2 separate regions of the Callithrix jacchus genome follow, and region 2 is linked to region 1. Evidence: chromatin contacts called from public Hi-C data. All regions are on one chromosome and are shown on one strand. Each heading gives the region's core, a stretch centred on a gene start, on an enhancer-like site or on the middle of the called end of the contact. The rest is flanking DNA. Distances are from core to core; before and after follow the strand shown.

Evidence for each region. Hi-C and Micro-C count contacts between places; a contact is called where the count stands out from the background.
Region 2: a contact with region 1 is called in a Hi-C map of skeletal muscle, with 2.6 times the contacts expected there. The contact joins the promoter of IFT52 here to the promoter of SRSF6 in region 1. A contact is called at or near these places in 2 of 3 Hi-C or Micro-C datasets (both in skeletal muscle).

The regions. Positions count from the first base shown.
Region 1 is chr5:38,840,411-38,847,381 of calJac240_pri, reverse strand. SRSF6 (serine and arginine rich splicing factor 6) reads right to left here and starts at 3,842. Exons shown (of 6, transcript XM_003732831.6): 1 at 3,598-3,842; 2 at 3,229-3,377; 3 at 1,856-1,980; 4 at 1,517-1,725; 5 at 1,176-1,259; 6 at 1-1,075. The coding sequence starts at 3,704. The coding sequence ends at 715. It overlaps LOC144582476 (a long non-coding RNA gene), which reads left to right and starts at 3,925. Exons shown (of 2, transcript XR_013535204.1): 1 at 3,925-3,954.
Region 2 is chr5:38,970,733-38,977,703 of calJac240_pri, reverse strand. IFT52 (intraflagellar transport 52) reads right to left here and starts at 2,988. Exons shown (of 13, transcript XM_078371721.1): 1 at 2,850-2,988. It overlaps SGK2 (serum/glucocorticoid regulated kinase 2), which reads right to left. Exons shown (of 14, transcript XM_078371723.1): 14 at 4,940-5,138.

The DNA of each region.
Region 1 (6,971 bases), core at 2,593-5,092:
TTGGAACAGATTGATTATAAAATACTTTTTATTTTTAACCCAACTTGTTAAAGGGGCAGATAAAGACTTTGGCAAATTTGATTAACAGCACAAAATAATATTATCCAAACTGAATAATTTATTGCTGGTCTGAGGCTTGCCTTGTTTTACACTTAAGTAGAATTTACACTGTTTCCACAAATGGCAGATATCAACATTTAAAGGAATTTAATAGTGACCTATTCAATAAGGCAATCATCTTGGTAGCAAACTTTTATTTAAATCTTACATAACTCAAGCTTCATAAAAAGCCAACATAATTGAAAATTGGGTTCTCCCTCTAAAGCCTTAAGTATTGGAAGCCTGAAACAGTTAATTAAAAATAAGCAAACAAATGAAACAAAAAACCCTGCCAGCAGATCCTGCTGAAATACTTAACAACAAAACACCTAAATGAGCTTAATCTTTACAAAAGTTATTGTAGCTCAAAAGCTATAAAATCAAAGTTATCTTAATTCTACAAAGAAGGGAGAGGGTCTTTGACTTCATGCCACCATTTCCTTAGAACCTCATCTTTTTCATCAAATTTGGCCACAAATCAAATTTCTGTGTGCCCCTGACTTCAGGAGAATTCCTCTTGCAGAAGAGGCCAGGTACAAACATGTAAGAGTAACTGCCTAAGCAAGAAGGAAAGTGTTCTGTAATCGTGTGCAAAGAAGAGAGAGGAGTTCTGAGTTAATCTCTGGAACTCGACCTGGACCTTGATCTTGACTTTGAGCGAGATCTAGAATGGGATCTTGAAGTAGCTCTTTTTGGTGGAGGGGACACAGAACGAGCCTTTGAGGGTGGAACAGGTTGTGGCGAATTGGAACGGGACTGGCTCCTTGACATGGATTTTGACTTTATATCACCCTTTCCATTTTCTTTGGGGGATCGGGACCGAGACCTGCTTCGAGATTTCTCATACTCATCCTTAGATCTGCTTCGAGAATGTGAATGGGAGCCCCGATCAGACTTGGGCTTAGATTTGCTCTTTGATCTAGATTTCCTGCCTTTTGATCGAGAACGTGACCGACCTTTGCTCCGCGACCTGGAACTGGACAAGAGAAGACCAATTTTCTCAAAACTCTGTAGGAACATACACGTAACTCCATAAACAAGTACAGTAATATTCAGAGACTCAACACATTATTTACCGGGAGCGACTTTTTGAGATACTTCGAGATCTACTGCGGCTGCTTCTGCGACTCCTACTTCGTGACCGTCTTCTAGATCGAGACCTATTATGAAAAACACAATGAACTCTTAATCCCAGTCCACCTTAAATAAATCTGTGCTATTTGGCAAAAATAGATAAGCCAAAGAATAATGTATTTCTTTACTACAAAATTAAATCTGTCAAAACAACTAGAAAAAAACCCAATTATAGCCAAGAGAAACTAAAAGCTGGCTTTAATTCAAGTAGGCAACAACTGAAATTACCCAATTACTTCCTTTTTGTTTTATTGGCAAATATTGTTTCCTCCCCACAAGTTACCTGGATCTGCTTCCAGAGTAAGATCGCCTATGGCTTGTGCGTGGCTTGTCTTCAATAAGCCTAATATTTCTGCCATTTATTTCTGTACCATCCAGTTTGTCCAAAGCACGCTTCATGTCAGAGTAGGAGCGAAACTCAATTACACCTTCATTTGTTCGTTCCTTGTGGGCATCTGCATAGGTTACTTCACCTGCTTGTCGCATAAAATCCTAAAATGGCAAGACTAGTCATACTCAGAAATCTTGAAAGATCTATATATTACAATAAATTCCCAGAAATAAGAATGTAAAAAAAGGCTACTTTAAAGCATTCACTCGTAGCCTGAATTATAGCACACACCTTTAAATCTTGCCAACTGCACCGACTAGAAAGATTTTCTACAATAAGCCTGTATTCTGTACGAACAGGTGGTCCATATTTGTCTCTGCCAGATGTTCTCCGACTGCTGTATCCACCTCCACCACCTTTATCACATGAAGGGAACAATTAGATGCCTTGTAATGATAGAAATGCATGTCTTTGAAAGTTAGTACAAACATATCAACTTTTATTTACTGGAGTAGGACTTTGCTATTATATTGCTAAACCTTTGACACATTTGCGATTTGCCATAAATTAAATTAAGGGCAAGTCCAATAGACTAAATCCAACTAAACCTCTCCTACAATCTGTTAGAGAGTGACTGCTCCTTTATTCAATTTACCTCGCTAAGTTTTATTTTACAGAACATTGTAAAATATAAAACTTAACTGATTACATGCATTTCTACATTTTACAAAAATGTTTACTAGTTTTACACTAAGTACTTACATCACAGTGTGAGGTTTTTGGTGGTGGTTTGGCCACAAAACACGCAAGGTAACAGTCACCTAGTTCAGATTAACCAGTTTTGTCTAACCCTTGGAATCCTCACCATCACCCTGCGTCTAATGGCAAAAGGCTGCTGTCGTCATGGCTTCCGGTAAGGTCAGCCAAAGGGTCATAGGGCAAGGGTCACACAATGTATGGAAAAGCCAAGGCCAATCAGGAAAGGCAGTCATCTTAGCCTCAGTGGACACAGCCTCAGCCCCATTGGTCACTTTCAAATTGAAACATCAAGGACTTGTTAAAAAGTTTGAATTCAACATGCAACAGTTTAAACATCAAACATTTAACATAACCAAAAATCCCCCCACCTCCTCCCAATAACATGCCCCAACTAGTTCAAATACAGCATAAAGCTTATTTAGATCTACTTTGTGGTACAACACCACATTACTTTGAAATAGTACTTTCTTTGGCCCCATCAATTTCCATAGCTTTAAAATCTGTACTTTAAGATCCTCCCTTCCCCGTCCCCCGTCCCCCCCGCCCCCCTCCACCCCAGCCTGCCTCTAATCCTCTAACTAATGCACTGACAGGTAAGTAAGGGGGATACAACAAATACAGCCACCCCTTACTTCCTCTGTGGGAAGAACCCGTGACAGTGCTGACAAGGGGCCAGAAGAAGCCACCCACCTCCCAACTTGGCAAATAACAAAACCAAACACCCCAATCCCCGCGCTCCGGCGTCCCATGCCTACCCCGGGCAGACGTGAAGGCGGCGGGACTCGGGGATTCCCGAGTCAAACGACCCCCGGTCCTCGCGCCTGCCCGGGCTGGGAGGCCCCACCCCACACACCCCCGCCCCCCAGGGTCCCCAAGGGCGCGGAGCGCGCGGGGGTGGGACTCACTGCGGCTTCCGTAGCTGTAGCCGTCGCGATCGCGACGCGGGCCGCGGGCGTGTTCTACGATCACGCGCTCGCCGCAGAGTTCCTTGCCGTTCAACTCGTAAACGGCGTCGTCGGCGTCGCGGGAGTCCTCGAACTCCACGAAGCCGTACCTGGGGGCGGTGCGAGGGCCGGATACCGACGGGGGCGTCGTTAGTCAGGGCACGCACGTGCGCGCGCCCGCAACCCGCCGCGCGCCCCCGCGGCGCCGCGCCGCCGCCATCTTGAAGGCCCTGCCACGCGGCGCCGCGGCCTTCGCCGCCTCTTTCCTAGGAGAGTTCCCGCCGCCACCAGGCCTGGGACGCTAGGCGCGGGCGCTCAGGCCCGACTCACCCATTTTTGAGGTCTACTTCGAGGAGGCGCCCATAACCACTGAAAAAGCGCTGGATGTCCTTCTCCCGGACGTTGTAGCTCAGGCGTCCTATGTAGACGCGCGGCATGTCCGTGGCGGGCAGGGGCCCAAGGGCTGGTTGTTGAACGGCGGACCGCAAGCCAGTAGCCGCGGTGCGGGTGCGGGGACGGCAAAAGCTCGAACACGCGCCTCACACCGCAGCGGCGGCCGAGTCCAGCCACACAATGGTGCGCGCGCGCGCCAGACTTACGCTATATGGGCGGCCGGTGGGGCGGGGCCTGGCACGTGACGTCAGCGCGCAGCGGCACGTCTCTCCCGTGTCGGCCCTGGGCTAGATTGTGAGTAGCTAGTCCGCTGCCTGCGACGTTCTGGGGTAGTGCGGTCTTGCTCGGTTCTAGAATTTACTCCAGTCCTCTCCACCGTCTTTGAAAACACAATGTCTCTAATCCAGCTGCAGAATAGTTGTTTTCTAATTTGTACCGTTTATAAAACTTTGAGCGATCTCTTGAAACTCAGGAGGCAGGCTAAGAGAATTCCCATTTTTCATTGGTTCTCGAGCGTGTCATAATAGGTCGTCGCGGTCTCGGATTGGTCGCTTAAAACGAGGCTGCGGATTTCCTCCAGCGATTGGTTGATGGTCACTTTAGAGGTGACCGCGCTCTTGGATCCAGTCGGTTGTCGGGTTTCGCGGAATCCGAGGATCGCGCACCAAGGTCCTCCTGCTGACCGGGTGGGGGGGTCCGGTTGCGAGCGCGCAGACCTGCCGACATCAGCCTCTGCGGGTCTCACTGGCAGCCTTCATCAGCCTCCGCCTCCCCGGACGTTCCCCTCTCCCTCCGTGGGTCTTTCTTGGAGCCCTGACTCACTTATGGATTGGGGGTCTGTGGGAATCCTACTCTCACTGTAGGCGCTCAAAAGGGAGCGCGGCCGAGATCCGGCAGCCCTCCCACAGCGATGAACGATTTTTTTTTTCCCCCGTATATGGAAAGTCCTTTGTTCTTCTGTCATTTCTTCCACTGACTTGAAAGTGCCTTATTTGTGAGCTTATCAATGGAGATGCTATTTAAAGTTGGAGAACTAGATGAAAACCTCAAAGAAATAAGTTTCAGTCGAGAGCGGAAGACCCTGGCCAACTCCTGGGGTACTGTGAAATTTAAGTACAGGAAAGGAGACTGACTGGAGAGTGGCTAGGGAGGTAGGAGAAGACCACGAGAGTAGGGTGTCACTGAAGTTAAAAGAGGTATCACTGAGATAACACCAGCTCTGATATTTTTGTATTCCCGCTCTGTTTTGAGTGGTGTGACCTCAATATCCTTCAACTTCTGGTTGAAAAAGGGTGGTTTTGCCCTCCTGGAGCTAAGGTAGTCTGGAGGAAAACGTCGTTGTTTGTCACGACTTGGGGAGGTACAGGCCGTGCTTAAAGTTAGATAAATTAAAAATATGAGTCTGTAATCCTTGCACCTTGGGACGCTGAGGCAGGCGGATCGCTTGAGCCCAGGAGTTCAAGGCTGCAGTGAGCTATGATCATGCCACTGCACTCCAGCCTGGTTGACAAAGCGAGACTCCGACTCAAAGAAAGAAAAAAAGGAGCAAGGCATGGTAGCTCACTCCTGTAATCACAGCACTTTGGGAGACCCAGGTGAGAGGATTGTTTGAGCCCAAGAGTTCGATATCAACCTGGGCAACATGGCGAGATCCTGTTTCTACAAAAAAAATTGTGAAAATTAGCTGGGCGTGGTGTCACATGCCTGTACTCCCAGTTACTAGGGAGGCTGAAGTGGGAGGATCACTTGAGTGCAGGTCTAGGCTGCAGTGAGCTGTGATTGCATCACTGCAGTCCAGCCTGAGCAACACTGAGATCCTGTCTCGGAAAAAAAAAAAAAAAAAAAAGACCAGGCGTGGTGGCTCACACTTGTAATCCTAGCACTTTGGGGGGGCCTAGGCAGGTGGATCACGAGGTCAGGAGTTTGAGACCAGCCTGGCTAACATAGTGAAACCCCGTCTTTAGTAAAAATACAAAAAAAAAAAAATTAGCCGGCATGGTGGCAGGCACCTGTAATAAATCCCAGCTACACGGGAGGCTGAGGCAGGAGAATCGCTTGAACCTGGGAGGCAGAGGTTGTGGTGAGCCAAGATCATGCCGTTGCGCTCCAGCCTGGGCAACAAGAGTGAAACTCCAACTTAAAAAATCAGTGATGTAGTACTTCTGAGAGTGCAGGGATGTGTGGTGCTGAGATAGGGCCTCCTTTGTGTTCTCCAGGTTCAAGGATTAACAGGAGTTTTCAGCCAGATGTTGAAGGACAATGAAGTTGCATAGCTCAAGGACAAGAATATACCAAACTATTTAAATACTTGATATTATCTGACTGATATACGGAGGAAATGTAACGACTAGGTTTTGTTTTTGTTTTTGTTTTTGAGACACAGTCTCGCTCTGTCACCCAGTCTGGATTGCAGTGGTGTGATCTTGGCTCACTGCAACTTCTGCCTCCCAGGTTCACTGCCTTAGCCTCCTAAGTAGCTGGGATTACAGGTGCGCCCCGCCCCCCATGCCCAGCTAATTTTTCGTATTTTTAGTAGAGACAGGGTTTCATCATGTTGACCAGGCTGGTGTCAAATTCCTGACCTCAAGTGATCTGCCTGCCTCGGCCTGCCAAAGTGCTAGGATCACAGGCGTGAGCCACTTGCCCAGCCAGAAATGTAATGGTTAGAATATGAGTAACTATGAACATACAATTTTTTTCCTACTCAGTAGGTGAATCGGGCCCAGAGTATCAAGGCATATGCCCAGAGTGAGACTCTGTCTCAAAAAAAAAAAAAGGAAAAGTAAAAGAAAAAAAGCAAACCTAGTCATTACTTTTTTTTTAACGCTTGCACTAAGAACCTGGGAACAAATTAAATCTAACTCCTGTGGCTGCTGCAGTGTATTGCCACCAACTTAATGGCTTAAAGCAACACACATTGATTACCTTACAGTTTTGAAGAGCCGAAGACTGCAGTGAACTGAGCTAAAATCAAGATGTTAGCAGGGTTGTGTTCTTTTTTTTCTTTTCTTTTCCTTTCTTTCTTTCTTTTTTTTTTTTTTTTTTGAGACTGTTGCCCATGCTGGAGTGCAATGGCAGTCTCAACTCACTGCAACCTCTGCCTCCCAGGTTTAAATAATTCTCCTGTCTCAGCCTCTTGAGTAGCTGGGTCTATAGGTGTGCCACCATGCCTGGCTAATTTTTGCATTTTAGTAGAGACAGAGTTTCACTGTGCTGGCCAGGCTGGTCTTGAACCCTTGACTTCAGGTGATCTACCCACACCTCAGCCTCCCAAAATGTTGGGATTACAGATGTGAGCTCCAGCGCCCGGC
Region 2 (6,971 bases), core at 1,739-4,238, 130 kb before region 1:
CTGTTTTAATATGCACGTTGAAATTCGTGAGATGGCAGTCTCTTGCTAGAGATTTCTGCCACTTGGATTTCTTCCGATTTTCTGTCCATGTACTCTGCTCATTTTTCTCTTTAAATTTTTCTTTCTTTTTTTTTTTTGAGACGGAGTTTCGCTCTTGTTACCCAGGCTGGAGTGCAATGGCGCAATCTCGGCTCACCGCAACCTCCGCCTCCTGGGTTCAGGCAATTCTCCTGTCTTAGCCTCCCGAGTAGCTAGGATTACAGGCACATGCCATGATGCCCAGCTAATTTTTTTTTTATTTTTAGTAGAGACGGGGTTTCACCATGTTGACCAGGATGGTCTCGATCTCTTGACCTCATGATCCACCCGCTTCGGCCTCCCAAAGTGCTGGGATTACAGGCTTGAGCCACCGCGCCTGGTCTAAATTTTTCTTTTTAAAAATTTATTCTTATTACCATTTGAGATAAAAGTCCCACTATGTCACCCAGGTTGGAGTGAAGTGGTATAATCACAACTCATTATAGTCTTGACCTGCTGGGCTCAAGCAATCCCACCTCAGTCTCTTGAGTAGCGGGGACTACAGGCACGAACCACCATGTCCATCCAGCTAATTTTTAATATTTTTTGTAGAAATGGGGTCTCACTATGTTGCCCAAGCTGGTCTTGAACTTCTGGCCTCAAGTGATCCTCCTACCTCAACCTCCCAAAGTGTGGGTACCCAGTTGGGTTTCATATTTTTCTAATTGATCATTAAACAAACATTTTCATAAGTTTATTTGGCTTCTGGTAGTTTTTTGCTTTGGTTGAATTTTGCAGGACACATAGATTTAAAATGTTAATGGAGTTAAAAGTATTTGTCGTTTCCTTTCTGGCTTCTGGATTACATGACACATTTAGAAGAGTTTCTGTTATTCTAAGATTATAAATAAATTCAACAAAGCTTACTTTCAGTACTTTGCGATGTAATTTTTTTGTTTGAGACAAGTCTGCTCTGTTGCCCAGGCTGGAGTGCAGTGACACAGATCTCGGCTCACCATAACCTTGGCCTCTCAGGTTCAAGAGATTCTTGTGCTTCCGCCTCCTAAGTGGCTAGGACAACAGGTGACCACCACACTTGGCTAATTCGTGCTGTAATTTTTTTTAACATCTAAATTTTAGTCCGATTGGAAATTACTGTGGTGCTCAATATGGGCTTCATTCCTTTTTTTTTTTTTTTTTTAATTTTCCATAGTCTCACTCTGTCACCCACGCTGGAGTGCAGTGGCGCAATCTGGGCTCATTGCAATCTCCACCTTCCAGGTGCAAGCGGGAGAATTCCTGGCTCAGCCTTCCCAGTAGCTGGGATTACAGGTGCGTGCCATAGTAGAGACAGGGTTTCACTATGTTGTCCAGGCTGGTCTGTAACTTCCGACCTCAAGTAATCCACTCCCTTCAGCCTTCTAAAGTCCTCGGATTACAGGTGTGAGACACTGCACTCAGCGGTTTAATTACTTTCTAAATTACTAAAAAGCTGCCCAACCCCAATCCATCTTTTCAATGCTGATTTGAAATACAGTACCACCTTGCCTATATAATAAATCCTATATATATCTGGCTCTTATTCTGAGTTCTAATATATTCTATCTGCCTGTAAGCTCCTGCTGTGTTCCATACTGCCTTTTTTTCATTTTTCCCCCAGAGGCAGGGTTTCCCTATCATGGCCCATGCTGGTCTCTCCTGGGCTTAAGGGACTCCTGGGCTTAAGGGATCCTCCCACCTCAGCCTACCAAGTAGCTAGGACAACAGGTCCACAGTGCTGTACCTATCTTCCATGCTAGTTTAATTGCTATACCTTTATAATATCTGGTGGTTCTGGAGAGCTAATCTCCCTTATTACCATTAATTTTAGAATTTTCCTGGCTACTCTGACATATTCTTCCTTATGAACTTCAACGCCATTTTGTCCAGTTGAAAAACTCCTCCTTCCATGATGCCACCATTGTGATACATCTATCTTTTTATGTTCTACTGTTAGTTCAGCCCCTGGTGAGGGTAGCAGGTCTGCGTTTCTGTACAGTCAGAACTAAACAAAAATGCACTTCCTTAATAATAGTATAAGGCCTTTAAAAAGATAAAAAGAACGAATATTCGGGTAGCGCTGTCCAACCATTCTCTTGCTTTCTTTTCAATAACATTACCAGTCAAATCAATATTTTCCCACACAAATGACCAAGGGGTCGCAGCCACGACAGAAGACAGATTAAGACTTTACAATGCCAGAACGCAATAAAATATATATTAAAAAAAAAAAAAAAAGACGGCCGGGCGCGGTGGCTCAAGCCTGTAATCCCAGCACTTTGGGAGACCGAGGCGGGTGGATCACGAGGTCAAGAGATCGAGACCATCCTGGTCAACATGGTGAAACCCCGTCTCTACTAAAAATACAAAAAATTAGCTGGGCATGGTGGCGCGTGCCTGTAGTCCCAGCTACTCAGGAGGCTGAGGCAGGAGAATTGCCTGAACCCAGGAGGCGGAGGTTGCGGTGACCCGAGATCGCGCCACTGCACTCCAGCCTGGGTAACAAGAGCGAAACTCCGTCTCAAAAAAAAATGACTTTACGATGCCTCGTCCGATGCTCTTTCATAGTCAACGGAACGACTCAACACCCGCGCCACAAGAGGCGGTGGAGATGGGCGCCCAACAGGAGCGCCAGGACACCGGCCTACGTCCGCGCCCTCAGTTTACTTCACTCCAGTCACCCCGGATGTTTCATGACCGGTCCAGCGGCCTCGAAGAGTGTGGCGAGGCCCTTGCCAGCTACCAGGCCGCCCCAACGCCCCAGCCGGCCCACCACGGTTGGAGAGCTTTACCTGAGGCCCAGGGACCACCTTCACCTGACGCCACACAGCAGCCTGCGGCCAGGTATCTAAGGCCGCATAGTAACCGGGGAGGCGCGGCGGCGCGCAGAGAAGGCGCGGCCCAGGGCGCTGCGCTACCTCCGGTCGACGTGATGACGACAGCACGGGAGGCGCCTTTCCGTCGCGGGCGCCGTGGGTGTTGGAGGGAGCCTGGCTGATGTGGGACTGTGCCATTTGGTGCATGAGGGGTAAATCCAAACACAACGAGAATTAACTTTTTTTTCCAACCCCCTCCCTCCAGAGAATTAACTTTTCACCAAAAATCAACCCACTGAATTTTGTTCTTTAATACCAATTTTGACTAAAGACTAATAACAACAGTAGGACCCAAGGGCACAAACTCTGCTCCACCCGCAGGTAGGAGAATAGTGAAGACTTCCGGGAGCGGTTGGAGGACGCCCCCCGACGATTCCCAAGTCCCAGGCATAGGGCGGAGTCGGGCGAGGGCGGGGCCGGACTATTAGGAACTACTTACCAGAAAAGGGTGGGCAGGATTAGTGTTGAGACTAATAGCACCGGATAATTCTATTTTATTAACCCCGTATCTTCGCTTGCCATGTTACCAGACCTGAGCGCCAGCGCGGATGGCTATAAGCCCGCCGCCCCTTGGGTGGGGAGTTAGAACTTGAACAGATTCTACAAAATTGTGAAAACTATTAACTGTATTAGGGAGTCTGACGGCTAAGCTGGTCAAAAAAGCGCCCCCCTTGAGAAGATTATCTGAAGAAAGAGTGGCATTCATTAAGGCAAGGGCTGGGGAAGGGCGTTCCGGGCAGAAAGAACTACTTCTGCAAAGAGCATCACCAATACAAGTTGCCCTGTCATCACCATTAAGGTGGGAACCAGAAGCCTACAACCACCAATAGGCCTCCCGGTTCCCCAGGAAAGCGCTCTGTGCCTGCCTTGAGAGGTGTGTGGATGTGTGAACAACGCTGCAGCAATCTGGAAGACTCAAACTGATGAGTGCAGACGGCTCTGACAGTTTTTGTTTTGTTTTGTTTTTTGAGATGGAGTCTCTGTCACCCAGGCTGGAGTGCAATGGCATGGTCTTGGCTCACTGCAATCTGCCTCCCGGGTTCAAGCTATTCTCCCGTCTCAGCCTCCTGAGTAGCTGGGACTACAGGCGCCTGCCACCACACCCGGCTAATTTTTGTATTTTTAATAGAGATGGGGTTTCACTATGTTGAGCAGGCTGGTCTCAAACTACTGACCTTGTGATCCGCCTGCCTCGGCCTCCCAAAGTGCTGGGATTACAGGCATGAGCCACCGCGCCCGGCCTCGACAGTTTTTATTTACGTTTATGTTTGTCTTCGAGTTTAGAATATTAAAACACACACAATTTGTCTTGCTTTCCACAATTTCTGTCACTGCAAATTTTAAAAGTGGAGACAAGCCAGGCGCAGTGGCACTCTCCTATAATCCCAGCACTTTGGGAGGCCGAGGCAGGTGGCTCTCATAAGCCTAGGTGTTCAAGACCAGCCTGGCAACATGGCGAAACGCTGTCTCTACTAAAAATACAAAAAATTAGCTGGGCATGGTGGTGCCCACCTGTAGTCCCAGCTGCTTGAGAGGCTGAAGCGGAAGGATTGATTGACCAGGAGGTCAAGGCTGCAGTGAGCCGTCAGCGTGCCACTGAACTCTTCTAGCCTAGGCAACATAGTAAGATCTTGTCTCAAAGAAAAGATAAAGAAAATGGAGAAGAAGATGATTTGAGAATTCTCTTTGGTCGGATGAAGTGGCTCATGCCCGTACTCCCAGCATTTTGGGAGGCTGAGGTGGGAGGGCTGCTTGAGACCAGGAATTTGAGACCAGCCTGAGTAACATAGTGAGACCTTTTCTCTACAATAGTAATGGTAATGATAAGAAAATTAGCCAGGCATGATGGCACACACCTGTAGTCTTAGCTGCTTGGGAGGCTGAGGTAGGAAGATTGCTGGAGCCCAGGAGTTTGCAGTGAGCCATGATCACTCCACTGCACCCCAGCCTGGGCAACAGAGTGAGACCCTGTCTCTTTAAACACACATAAACACACACAGAGAGAGAGAGAGACTTGGAGATTCTGTATTCTGGTGCAAAATTGGGTGAATACAGTTTGGATTTAGGGTAACAATGGAAATGAAGTCTTTTCACTGGAGAGAGAGTGTAGGCTGTCCCATTTGAAGGCTGAAACAAATCTTGGGATCCTTCTGCCTGATGTGCAGTCAGTGTTTGCTAGAGCACCTGCCCAGAGCATTTCTCCTGCTGTTAGAGATTGTAGAAAGAGTATGAGTTTTGGCCAGGCGCAGTGGATCATGCCTGTAATCCCAGCACTTTTGGAGGCCGAGGCGTGTGGATCACTTGAAGTCAGGAGTCTGAAACCAGCCTGACCAACATGGTGAAACCCCATCTCTACTAAAAAAAAAAAAAAGCTGGGTGTAATGTCAGGTGCCTGTAATCCCAGCTGCTTGGGAGACAAAGGCAGGAGAATTGCTTGAAGCCAGGAGGCAGAGGTTGCAGTGAGCCGAGATGGCGCCATTGTACTCCAGCCTGGGTAACAAGAGCATAACTCTGTCCGGCCCCCACCCCCCCCACCGCCCCCAAAAAAGTAAGAGTTTCAGAATCAGTTGTCACCGAGTTCAATTCATTGCTGTGACTTGTACCAGCTGGGTGACCTTGGACAATTTTTATAGTCTCTGAGCAATTGTTCCCTGTCTGTAAAGTGAAGTTAATAATTTCTTTTTTTTTTTTTGAGACAGAGTCTTGCTCTGTCGCCCAGGCTGGAGTGCAGTGGCCCGATCTCCACTGACTGCAATCTCTGCCTTCTGGGTTCAAGCAATTCTCCTGCCTCTGCCTCCCAAGTAGCTGGGATTACAGGTTCCCACCATCAGGCCCAGCTAGTTTTTGTATTATTAGTAGAGACAGGGTTTCACCATGTTGGCCAGACTGGTCTCAAACTCTTGACCTCTTGATCCGCCCACCTTGGCCTCCCAAAGTGCTGGGATTACAGGTGTGATCCACCGCTCTGGCCCAAAGTTAATAATTTCTAAGTGCTGGCTTGTAGTGAGGATTGTAGATCATGCATATAAAACTTGGAATTTGCTCAATAAACAGGTTTTAGCATGATCCATTCAACAGCATAGTTTTTCTTCATTTTTATTTTTTATCCTGATTAAGACAATTGTGCTTTTACAATCTCAGAAAAGATAGAACCATTATGTGTTTCACCATCCATAGCTGATTGTGTACTTCTGACACTACTATCATGTTTCTGATCATTATACTCTTGTTTTTTGCTTTGGGAAGTTGGGATTTTGACCTCTCCCTCATCTTGTTCCACATTTGCCAATTAACTGGCCCTATTAAGATGGAAATCAGTGTGTTTCTGTCAGAGTTCTTAGCACATGTGGAAGCTTAATATGAGCTCTTCCTGACCCAGTTTTGATCTCTAATAGGTCAGTGTCATTGGTGCTTTTTCCACGGCCTCCCGGACTTGTCCTCCATGATTCCTGGGGCAGGGGACTGGGTGGGCGACAGGACTTGAGGAAGGGAAAGAGTGGGATTGAATTAAGAGGAAAAGACAATAAAATCACCAGCATATACTAATCCAAGAAAGTTCCTTCCCTTGTCTCCTAACCAAAAAGCCAATAAGGCCATCCAGGAGTATGAACCATACATTTGTAAAAAATAAACCACTTTTCCGCTGAAGTAAGGAAGCACAGTCCATCCCTAAGTGCAGGGTATCCTGAATTTATGAGGTGTCAGAACTCATGTTCTGTCTGATCAGAATTACCTTTAGAAATAACTAATCTGAACATATTGCGCTCCATGGTGGCCAGGAAGCTCTAGGCATCAAGTCTGCAGCAGCCTCCAGCTTTGTCCAGCTCTGAGCTCCCCCATGTGAGGTGGAACACAGCATGAACCTGACAGCCAGGCTTAGACCAGGAGTGACATCCCGTTGAATGTCTCCTCTTCAAGACTTCATTTCTCATGTTTGGCTTATTCCAGCCAACTTTTGACTTAGCTCCTTACTAGAGATTTTGGCAGTTATTCTGCTTGGACCTAACAGCCAGAGTGAGGAGCAGACCAGCACAAAAG